Regions from separate parts of the Macaca mulatta genome. Here region 2 is linked to region 1. A link is a contact called in public Hi-C data. All regions are on one chromosome and are shown on one strand. Each heading gives the region's core, a stretch centred on a gene start, on an enhancer-like site or on the middle of the called end of the contact. The rest is flanking DNA. Distances are from core to core; before and after follow the strand shown.

Evidence for each region. Hi-C and Micro-C count contacts between places; a contact is called where the count stands out from the background.
Region 2: a Hi-C map of fetal cortical plate shows a contact between it and region 1, with 2.5 times the contacts expected there. The contact joins the promoter of FGF8 here to the promoter of DPCD in region 1. A contact is called at or near these places in 5 of 14 Hi-C or Micro-C datasets (blood, cortical neurons, fetal cortex germinal zone and 2 more).

What each region holds. Positions count from the first base shown.
Region 1 is chr9:113,662,130-113,667,352 of T2T-MMU8v2.0, forward strand. It overlaps DPCD (deleted in primary ciliary dyskinesia homolog), which reads left to right and starts at 2,185. Exons shown (of 6, transcript XM_077947364.1): 1 at 2,185-2,300. The coding sequence starts at 2,237. POLL (DNA polymerase lambda) reads right to left here and starts at 1,304. Exons shown (of 8, transcript NM_001266906.2): 1 at 1,153-1,304; 2 at 1-58. The coding sequence starts at 1,267. LOC144331275 (a long non-coding RNA gene) reads right to left here and starts at 4,005. Exons shown (of 2, transcript XR_013398313.1): 1 at 3,535-4,005; 2 at 3,317-3,398.
Region 2 is chr9:113,862,130-113,867,352 of T2T-MMU8v2.0, forward strand. FGF8 (fibroblast growth factor 8) reads right to left here and starts at 1,942. Exons shown (of 5, transcript XM_077947363.1): 1 at 1,869-1,942. NPM3 (nucleophosmin/nucleoplasmin 3) reads right to left here and starts at 4,968. Exons shown (of 6, transcript NM_001194502.3): 1 at 4,834-4,968; 2 at 4,402-4,487; 3 at 4,041-4,160; 4 at 3,827-3,920; 5 at 3,295-3,422; 6 at 2,885-3,200. The coding sequence starts at 4,951. The coding sequence ends at 3,304.

The sequences.
Region 1 (5,223 bases), core at 935-3,434:
GCCCGGGCTCGTCCAATGCCAGTGCGCACAACATGGGCCCGAAGGGAGCTCAGCCACTCTGGGGAAGGAACATCCAGATGACTACTGTCATAACTTTTTAATTTTATCTGCCACCCCCTGGCCACAACTTCTAACATGATCTGAATACAACTTCTAACATGATCTGAATGACATGTTCACAGTCCCCTACCCTGAAAATAAGCATTTGTCTTCCATCCAGGCAGGTTTCCTTCTATATACAGCAAATTTTCTCACAGGCCAGTACTTGAAAGTAAGGGACAAGGATTTTTATACGTCCTGTTCCTTGGTGCAACCTAGAAGTGTCTGGCACATTGTAAGTAACCTGTAAATATCTGCTGAATGAATGCCTCCTCCCTTCTTACTTTGTTTTTGTTTTGTTTTTTTCGTTTGTTTGTTTGGAGACAGTCTCACTCTGTTGCCCAGGCTGGAGTACAGTGGCGTCATCTTGGCTCACTGCAACCTCCATCTCCCGGGCTCAAGCGATTCTCATGCCTCAGCCTCCCAAGTAGCTGGGATTACAGGCATGTGCCACCATGCCTGGCTAATTTTTTGTATTTTTGGTAGAGACGGGGTTTCGCCACATTGCCCAGGCTGGTCTCGAACTCCTGAGCACAGGTGATCTGCCTGCCTTGGCCTCCCAAAGTGCTGGGATTACAGGCATGAGCCACCGCGCCCAGCCTCTCTCCATACTTTGAATCCTTTATCATTTATTCTTTCAACAATGCACATTTCTTGCCCTTACACTCTGACAGACCCGACAACCCTGCCTCCAAAGCCTCTGCTATTTATTTATCAATTTGGCTGCAAAACAACTAACAACAATCCTGGGTAATGGAGGGGGGTTTCTGTCCCAGTCCCCCAGGGCAAAAATTATACTGGTCATTCCCTGAGGGTCCAGGGAGTCTTTTCCAATTGATAGGGGTGTTCAGGTAGAAAAGAAGATAACACAGCAAATGGCCTGTCCAAGACCCAGGACCAAGCTTAGTACAAGGCAGATACAAACAGACCTGCAGTCCATGGACAGGCAGAGTCAGCTCCAATATCTGATTCTGGACATGAACAACATAGGGCTGAAGCACATGAAGGCTGAGGGTTCAAGCGCATGAGGGTTCTGAGAGTGGGTCATCTCACCTTCTGCTTCTTCTCCCTCTTCCTTCCTGGGAATCTTTGCAAGTACTTTTGATGATGCATCAGCATGAATTTTCTTCCGTTTGGGAAACGCCTTCAAGATACCCCTGGGATCCATTGAAGTACGGCTGCATCCCAGCCTGTTGGAGGGTTGGTCAGGGCTGCTGTCAGGTGGAAATACAGAATTAAGGATCTCCAACCCCTTTGCCTATGGAGGTAGGGGGTAGCAGCCCAGTTTGGGGAAGCGGGAGGTTGGGGGGGATCTCTTCAAACCCTGTTAAACTAGCTTTTTAGCCTAGCTTCACACTCCCCAGTCTTTCAAAGTTGGAGTATTAGGGGAAATGAGGGGAAGGCTGGAGCCATCGGGGGTACTTTTAAGGAGTAGGAAACTATACCCATTCCTCAAAGGGGTTGCTCTAAAGATTCAGCACAGCCCTCCTGCTGCGGCCCACTTCGAAGGGCTTTACCAAAATGGGATGCTGGGCTAGGAAATGGAGCTTTAGGGGATGGAGCGGAGACTGGGGAGGACCTGCACATAAACTCCACATACTCTTTTTCTACCTCCAACACAGACTTGCAGAGGAAAACCTGAGGAGGCGGACTTTCGCGGGTGAGTGGGAACGCCCTGCACCTGCCCTGGTCTCAGCCTCTCGACATGGGGATGCTCAGCGCCGCAGCTGCGGGGAGATGGGGCACGGCCGCAGCAGGTGTGGGGAGCCCTCCGGGAATGGAGGAGTCTCGCAGCTGGGGGTGAAGACCCAGGCAGGTGTGGTGTACTCGCCCTGTACGCAGCTGGCGCAGGCCAGGGAATCCCAGCTCGGGGCTAGTAGAGAGTTGGAGTGCCCAACCCCGGCGCCAAGAGTCTCTCTCCAACCGCCAGAGTCAGTCCCCGGGTGCGGTCGACAACAGGCCAAGTTGGTCACCCGAGGGTGGGCAGGAGTAGGCCACTTACCAGGAGAGCCAATGAGAACGGACGAAGGGGGGAAGGAGGGCAAATGCCCAGAATAGCTTCCGAGTCAGCCGGAAGTGACCTTCAGTGGAACGGTTGCCATGGCAGCGGCCGGGCGGGCTGCTTAGCACAGGAAAGATGGCGGTGACGGGCTGGTTGGAGAGTCTGCGGACAGCCCAGAAGACTGCACTGCTGCAGGACGGTAACTCGAGGGTCCCCGCGAGCTCCTTCGTTTTTTTCCCCCAGGGTCCGGCCCTCCGGGAAGGGCCTCAGGGCCTGGGTCGGCAGAGCTGGAAGGGTCTCGGTGGTCAGCCGGGCCAGGTCCTGCATTTGCGGATGAGGAGACTAAGGCTCACAGAGATGACATGACCAGAACACATGTCTCCGGACACCCCTTAAATTTCTCTACACCATCTCGCCCCGCTCTGAGTTCTGTTGCTAATATAGTAATTTCTTTTACATTCGTTATCTCATTTGCTCCTCACCACTGTCCTGAGAGGCTAATTTTCCACCCCGTTTTACAGAAGAGGAAACTGAAATCCAAGAATGTTTTGGACTTTAGAGAGGAGAGAGGCCTGGGCTCTAGTTCCGACTGTGCCATTAATTCACCACGGGCTCTCCAGTCGGCACCTTTACTTGTTTGGGCCTCACTTTCCTCATCTGTAAAATTAAGTGGATGGACTACCGTTGTTATCTCTGAGGTCCTTTCCAGCTGTAATATTTTTGTTAAGTGAACCTCTAAATGTTTTCTGTGTCTTAAGGGGAGCTAGAGCAAGGACCAAGGGCTGTGCATGGAAGAAGTGGGCACAGGGGCATGGATATCTAACTTTTCCTCACCCTAGGATTGGCCGATGTCAGCCCCCTGTGCACTTGGGTCCTTTCTGGACCCACTGGGTAACCAGGATGAATTGTGTCTGAAGTTCCTGAGACTTTCAAGATAATAGCTGGTGATTCACATTCACAGGCAGAGGCCAATCAGGGAAGCCTGGAGTTTGTGGAAATTAAAATCATTTACTCGTTCGTGCAACATTTAGGGAGGCTTTTACTATGTGCCAAGCTCTAAACTAGAACAGAAAGAAAAAGATATGTTGTCACAGGACTTGGACTGGTTGGGAAAAACATGTATTTAAGTAATAAGATGTGTTAAATAGAGGTTGTAGTCTTGTATAAAATGGTAGGAAAGAGTGAAGGTGTAAGCGACATGTCTTTGGAAGAAGACCCAACAGAAGTGATGATGTTTCTGGGTCCTGAAGAATTAATAAGGCCAGGCATAGTGGCTCACGCCGGTAATTCCAGCACTCTGGGAGGCTGAGGCGGGTGGATCGTTTGAGCTCAGGAGTTCGAGACCAGCTTGGGCAACATGGCCAAACCTCATCTCTTCAAAAAATACAAAAATTATGGCCAGGTGTGGTGGTTCACGCCTGTAATCCCAGCACTTTGGGAGGCTGAGGTGGGCGGATCCTTTGAGGCCAGGAGTTCGAGACCAGCCTAGCCAAGATGATGAAACCCCATGTCTACTAAAAATGCAAAAAAATTAGCCAGGCATGGTGGTGTGCACCTGTAATTCCAGCTACTCTGGAAGCTGAGGCAGGAGAATCGCTTGAACCCGGGAGACGGAGGTTACAGTGCACTGAGATTGCACCACTGCATTCCAGCCTGGGTGACAAGTGAGTAAGACTCTGTCTCAGACAAAAAACAAACAAACAAAAGACAAAAATTAGCCGGGCATCACGGTACATGCCCCGTAGTCCCAGCTACCTTGTGGCTGAGGCCAGAGGACCACTTGAGCCAGGGAGGTAGACGCAGCAGTGAGCCGAGATCATGCCACTGCACTCCAGCTTGGGCGACACAGCGAGACCCTGTCTCAAAAAAAAAAAAAAAACAGGAAAAAAAAAAGAATTAAAATAGGTGTTTGCTGAGTGAAGAAGAGGGGATAGCTATTCAAGGAAGAACGACTCACATATAAGGGCCCATATGTAAAGGTGTGAAGGTACGTGCCTGATTACTAGGGGAGTAACAAAACGTTTAGTAATGTTAAAGCAGTCACCCAGTCAGAACAAACCACCTGTAACTATGTCAGGTACTATGCTACATGCCAGGATAGAAGGGAGAATAAAAAGGTCCCTTTTCTCAAGCAGCAATAAGGGGATGTTGTGGAAAATGAAGAGAGGTTACAGATAAATTAGGACATATTGTGATAGATTTCTTATGCCTTGCTAAATATTTAGGACATTTTCTCATAGGACAGTGGTTTTCTGTTTTTATTGTGGTAATAAATACATCACAGAATTTAGCATTTTAATCATTTTTAAGTGTACAGTTCTGTGGCATTAAGTGCATTCACATTGTTGTGCAACTATCACCACCATCTTCAGAACTTTTTAATCTTTCTCAACGGAAATTTTTTTCTTTTTGGAGACAGGGTCTTGCTCTGTCACCCAGGCTGTGGGGTACAGTAGTACGATCATAGCTCACTGCAGCCTTGAACTCCTAGGCTCATGTAATCCTCCCACCTCAGCCTCTTGAATAGCTGGGACTACAGGCATGTGCCACTACACTCAGCTCAAGTGAAATTCTGTAAATCAAACGCCAACTCCTCATTCCCTCCTCCTCCCATCCCCTGGCAACCACCATTTGACTTTCCGTCTCTATGAATTTGACTGCTCTAAGAACCTCATCTAAGTGGAATCATACAATATTTATCTTTTTGTAACTGGCATATTTCACTTAGCGTAATGCTTCAAGGTTCATCCATGTTGCCACAGTTGGATGCTTCCAGCTGTGCCGTTAATTCACCACAGGCTCTCTAGTCGGCCCCTTTACTTGTTTGGATCTCACTTTCCTCATCTGTAAAATGAAGTGGATGGGCTACGATTGTTATGTCTGAGGTCCTTTCTGGCTGTAATATCATTTGTAAAGTAAACCTCTAAATGTTCCCCGTGTTTTTAGGGGAGATACAGCAAGGACCAAGGGCTGTGCCTGGAAGAGGTAGGCACAGAGGTATGGATATTGTAGCATGTGTCAAAGTTTTGCTCCTTTTTAAGGCTGAGTGATATCCCATTGTATGTCTATACTGCATTCTGTTGATTCATTCATCTGTTAATGGACACCTGGGTTGCTTCCAG
Region 2 (5,223 bases), core at 692-3,191, 200 kb after region 1:
CCCCAGAAGATTCTGAGGCCCTGGGCTGACCCTCAATGGTCTTCAGCCACCCTTCTTCCTCTGCCCCAGAGAAAGAAGATGGGCGTCCTGGGATCTGAAGGGTCTGAGGTCAAGTTTCAGTCCTGTCCCAGCCTCTGCCAGGGAGTCTGTACTGGACCAGGATTCCTTTACATTTGGATTTGGGGACCCTCCTGAGAAGTGGACCCTCACCTAGTTCGTTGAAATTCTCATCTCCCCAAAAGTCCCTTTCTCTGGGGGAGAGAAGCAGATGGAGGCACCCCATGAGCAAGCACCTGGCTCTGCCCCGGCACGCCCCATGACTGACAGATGCAAATATCCCGCCGGGCCCCCGCAGGCCGCTCCCTCCCTCGCTGGCTCACCCGCCTCCCGGCCAGCTCCCTCCCTCCTTTATCTTATCAAAGCCGGGTAATTACAATTGCTATTTTGTTTCCTCGAATCTGCAATCAGAGCTCCCTGGCCCAGATGAGGGAGCGCCTGTCAACCTGATCGCTGAGTGACAGCCCAGCCACCTTTCCCGGCCGCCCCCACACTCCGCAAACACAAACACACACACGCACAGACACAAACTCCCTCACCTGCAAACACAAACACACACTCCTCGGCAACACACGGCCCGTCTCCGCAGACACGCCCTCGCCGGCACCCAGACACACTCCTTCAGCCTATTTCCAAACGCACCCCTCGATCCCAGCCCAGCCCCTGGCCCCTCCAATCCACACCCGCCGGAGACCGCAGCTTGCTCCGACGCGCGCTTCCTGCGCCGGGCGTTCAAAGCGCCGCGGACTCACCGCCGACCGTTCAAATGCAAATCGCCGAGACTACGTTAAGCACTTCGGCCGCTGTCTGGGAGTCGTCTCCCTCGGCCCCCAAATAGGAGCCTGCCCTTCCTCCAGCAGTCGGCAAACCCCGGCGTATGCCTTCATCCCCCAGGGCTGTGAGGTCACAGTGAGCCGGCAGCGCTCCTACTGTGCGCTGAAGGGCAGAGAAGAGGGCTCGAGGAGAGGCGGGGGCGTGGAGAGAGGAATAAACTATGCCCAGCTGTGTCCGCAGGGCGCCCCAACCGGCCAAGATACTCCTGGGCCGAGAGGCTGATGTGGATTGGGCCCCCACTGCGGGCAGGAGCGTGCTCGGCGCTGGCCCGCTCCCACCGGGAGACCGACCCAGAAAACCGGGAAGAATGCACGGAGCGATCAGTGCCATCGCGGGGGGTGGGTGGGATAAATATTGGGGCGGCGCCGCGCAGGGTGTAGATGGGTCAGCTAGGGAGGCCTCCCCGGAGAGAGGACTCTGCGAGGCACTCAGCCAGTCTCCCGCTCCTCCTGCCACGCACGTGCCGAGGCCTTTGGAGGCTGGGGCCAAAAGGAGGAAGGAAGGGAAAGAGGAGTGAGGGCCGCAGCCCGACTTCCCCGCTCCAACTCGAGTCGTTTGAATGAATGAATGAACGTATGCACGCATGCAAGCAAGCCTCAATGGCATTCCCCCGGCTTCTGCCCAAGATTCGGCCGCCCAGAGCACTGGCGGGACTCGGAGGCCCCGGCCCCAGGGCGCCCGCCCGGAGCCTCTAGAGGCCAGGGGAGCGGTACGACCACGAACGGCTTCTACCTCGCCCGCCAGAGGGCGCCAGCCCGGCCTTCCCTCTGCCTGTCGACCGCGCTCCGCAGCGAGACCCATGGTTTCCAGCCAGGCCGCCCCTCCGCTGGGTTCCCCAGGGAAGCATTTTTAAGAGTCGTCCTGGAGCGGAGAAAGGCGCCTGCGACCCAGATCACCGCAACACAGACGGGCGTCATCTCCCTTTGTCCTCAACTTGAGGAAGAGGGAGGTTGGAAATTGGACCCCTAGTTCCTCACCACGGGCTCAGGGAGAATCTCCTTCACTAGGGATGCGCTGAAGAGCGTGCGGGTAGGTACTGAGGACGCAAGGTCTTCAAAGCTGACCTCACCTGCCCCAAAACCACCAGCCCATGATATCCCGGAGCCCCTCCCCCTTGCCCAGAGGCTGGGGGTAGGAGTTGGCCTGACCCCCATCAGGCCCTGTTCTCTGTCTATCCTCAGCCTTTGTGGCCCCAGGCTGTCTCGGGAGGCAATGTTTTGTTTGTTTGTTTGTTTGTGGGCATTGACAATCCTCCCCCCCCCCCACACACAGCTGCTGAACTGCTGACCCCAGAGCTGGTCACACACACTCATCCTCAAATCAGGTGTGTCCCTTCTTCCTGGCACAAAGACAGCCAAGTGCCAAAACTACCTGATTCCAGGCACCAGAGACCCCACGGGGTGTGGGGGACAAGAACCCCTTAGTCCAGGAGGCCAATTCCCAGGGGCCCTTTTCTGCCCCCATATGCCAGGCCACCCGGATTCTGGTTTCCCTGTCACCCAATCTGGCTAGTCCCCTCCATCTGGCCCCCGGAGTCAGGTTTCTGTAAGGTCCCAGCCCTGCTCAAGAGGGCCTGCGAGGCTCAAAGGAGGAGCGAAGCCTGGTCCCACCCTGCCCTCACAGGCCCTCTCTGGGCCGGAGCCCCTCATGGGGCTAGGGACGCACATTCCTCAGGCTGCCCAAGCCCGCTTATCTGCCCCCTGCCCATCAGCCTGAGTGCTGACAGAGGCCCAGACCCCTTGTTTGGATGCTGATAACCTCCTGCGATGGCCCTCCCCCACCTGCAGAGACTGAAAACGGGCTGAGTGTTGGGAGGTCCTCTTCCAGCAAGGCAACTGGGGCCCAGGCCCCTGGTCCTAGCCCAGGGTCGTGAGGGTAGAAGATCCCAGAGTTCTCCACCCTCCCCCAGGCCCAGGACCACCCTGGGTGCTGCCACAGTGCCACCTGGCGGTCCCTAGGGAAACATCACCTAGCACAGGAAGAAGCCACACAGGAGCTGCAAAAATCCCACACCACTTTATTTCAACCTTTATCCAAAAATGTAAAAACTATTAAAAATCTGTAGTTCTGAGTTTCCGGCACTAACTTCTAATCCTCACAGACAGGTGGGAAGAGAGGCCCCAAGAATGGTGCAAGATCAGAAAACCAGGGCTGTGTGGAGCACAGGCCCTCTCCTAGCACCAAAGACCCAAGTCCCTCCCACCCAAACCCCACCCAAGCTCTCCTCTTCAAGGAAGAAGAAACATTTACAATTCTTGAAACTTCTCGGGGAACAGGGTTCATGGCGGTGCATGGCACATGGAGCTGACCTGAAAAGAGGAAACAAGGAATCAGCACCTAGGCCCTCAACTGCTTCTCCCGCCCCTTCCCAGAGCGTGCTGGGCACTTCTCCCCGCAACTCACCAAGGAGGGCTAGGGCCTGCCCCCCTGCTTTTTGGCAGGAAGGATGGGGCACAGCTCAGCTTCTTCCTCCTCACTGTCTTCTTCTTCTTCCTCGCTCTCCTCCTCAGAAACATCATTGCTCATCGTAACTGGTGGACACACAAGCAGTAGAAGGATGGGATGTTAAGACCAGACACTTTCACACCGCATCCATTTCTTCATGCCCTGTGGTTCTAGGCTTGCAGGGACCCTGACCTCCCAGTGCTTATGGGCTAAGTGGGAAGAACCTCAGACCCTGAACTGGGTCACAAAGAGCCAAAGGAGTCTTCATCACTGGAGCTGGAGAAGCTGGGCCATGTTCCATGGAGGAGGTAGGCTTGAGTAGACGGAAAGGAGAGGGCATGTCATGCACAGGGCACAGCGTGAAGGGCACGCAGACCTGTACAGGACTGCACTGGGAGATGAAGGTGGGATGGGGCAGGAGTGCGGAGTGGGGGAAGCCTGATGGGAGAGTCTACTGGAAGCAAAGGAGAGGGCCCTTTCCTCCTCTCACCAATCTGGTGCCGCCCAGTGATCCGCACAGGGCCAGAGCCCGACTTCAGGCGGAAGGTTACAGGTGGTTGGAGCTGGAAGTCGTCCAGACTGAGCTGGGAGGAAGACAAGGATGAAGGCCTGGCCCACTCCTAGCCCACCCCACACTGTAATGAGTACTGACGTCCTCAACCCCGTCACCACCACCACCACGAGGGTAGAGCTGGGGAACTCACCATGGGTTGGCAGGACAGCTTGAGGTTGGCCACAGGGACTGCGATCTCCTGATGGTCATGGTTCCGGGCCACAACTTCTACCACATTACACTCGTCTTTGGCTCCCTCGGTGAGGCAGAGCTGGCAAGGGTACACAGGGTCTCAGGGTCTCCTCAAGCGAGGGCTGACACCACAAGTAAAGGCATCTACCCTAGCACCTGCCCAGCTTCAGAGGTCCCGGTTCACCTGGCCAGGGGAGCCGCCCATGTCGGGGGGTTAGGCTGAGGAGGTGTCTCCAAGTAAAGGGGGTCCGGGGGTTGGGTAGAGACATATATTGCTTGCCTGGGCTTATTTATTGAAACCCCACTCCCCCGCCCCTCACCATGGTTAGTGCCAGCACGTGCTCCGCATCATCCTCTTCCTCTACCTTAAAGGTGAAGGAGCGGGTGTGGCCGGAGAGCTCACAGCCTGGGAGAAATAACAGTGAGTATGCCTGAGCGTGTGTACGGGGCTGGGGGTGGGGGATGTCACCAACCCGCGGTCACGTGTAACCTTGGGCGGACGAGCCATTTACACGTCCACCTCCTTCTCTTCTCTCAGAACACCTGGGGCGCTCGGCCGTGGGCCCCGCCCAACACATCTGGGGCAGGGATCTCGCCGCCCCCTTCGGCTGTGCGTGCGAGGCCCCCTCTCCTCCAGGAACAGCAAAGCAGCCCTCCGCCCACACCCACGCCGTGAAACCCTCCGCATTCCGCCTCTCATCCCTACCTCTTACCGCCCCAGTACCACCCTCAGCCTCTCCCTTCCCCAATACCGAAGAAAAAACTGTCCATAGTGACTGGGGCTGGGACCCGCAGGCCCCCGACACCCCCGGCCCGCGTTCGGCTCTCCTGACTCAAAAACGCTAAGGCAGCTGCTGTGCCGGCGGCCATGCTGCAAGGGCCTTCTCCAAACTCCGCCCCCGACACGCACAAAGCTGGGGACCCTCGGCCAGTTCCGGCCCCGCCCATTAAAGGAGACGCTCAGTCCCGAAAGAGAAAAGGCACCGAGACCCCACAGCCCTACCCGGAGCCCGCAGCTTCTGCTCGTATTGTATCAAGACCGAAGAGAAAGGAAGTAAACATCACAGAAGAACGGATTTGGGATTTATGTTAACATCCTTGTTCATTTCCACGACTACGAGGGTGTCCACTTCCCCAAGCTC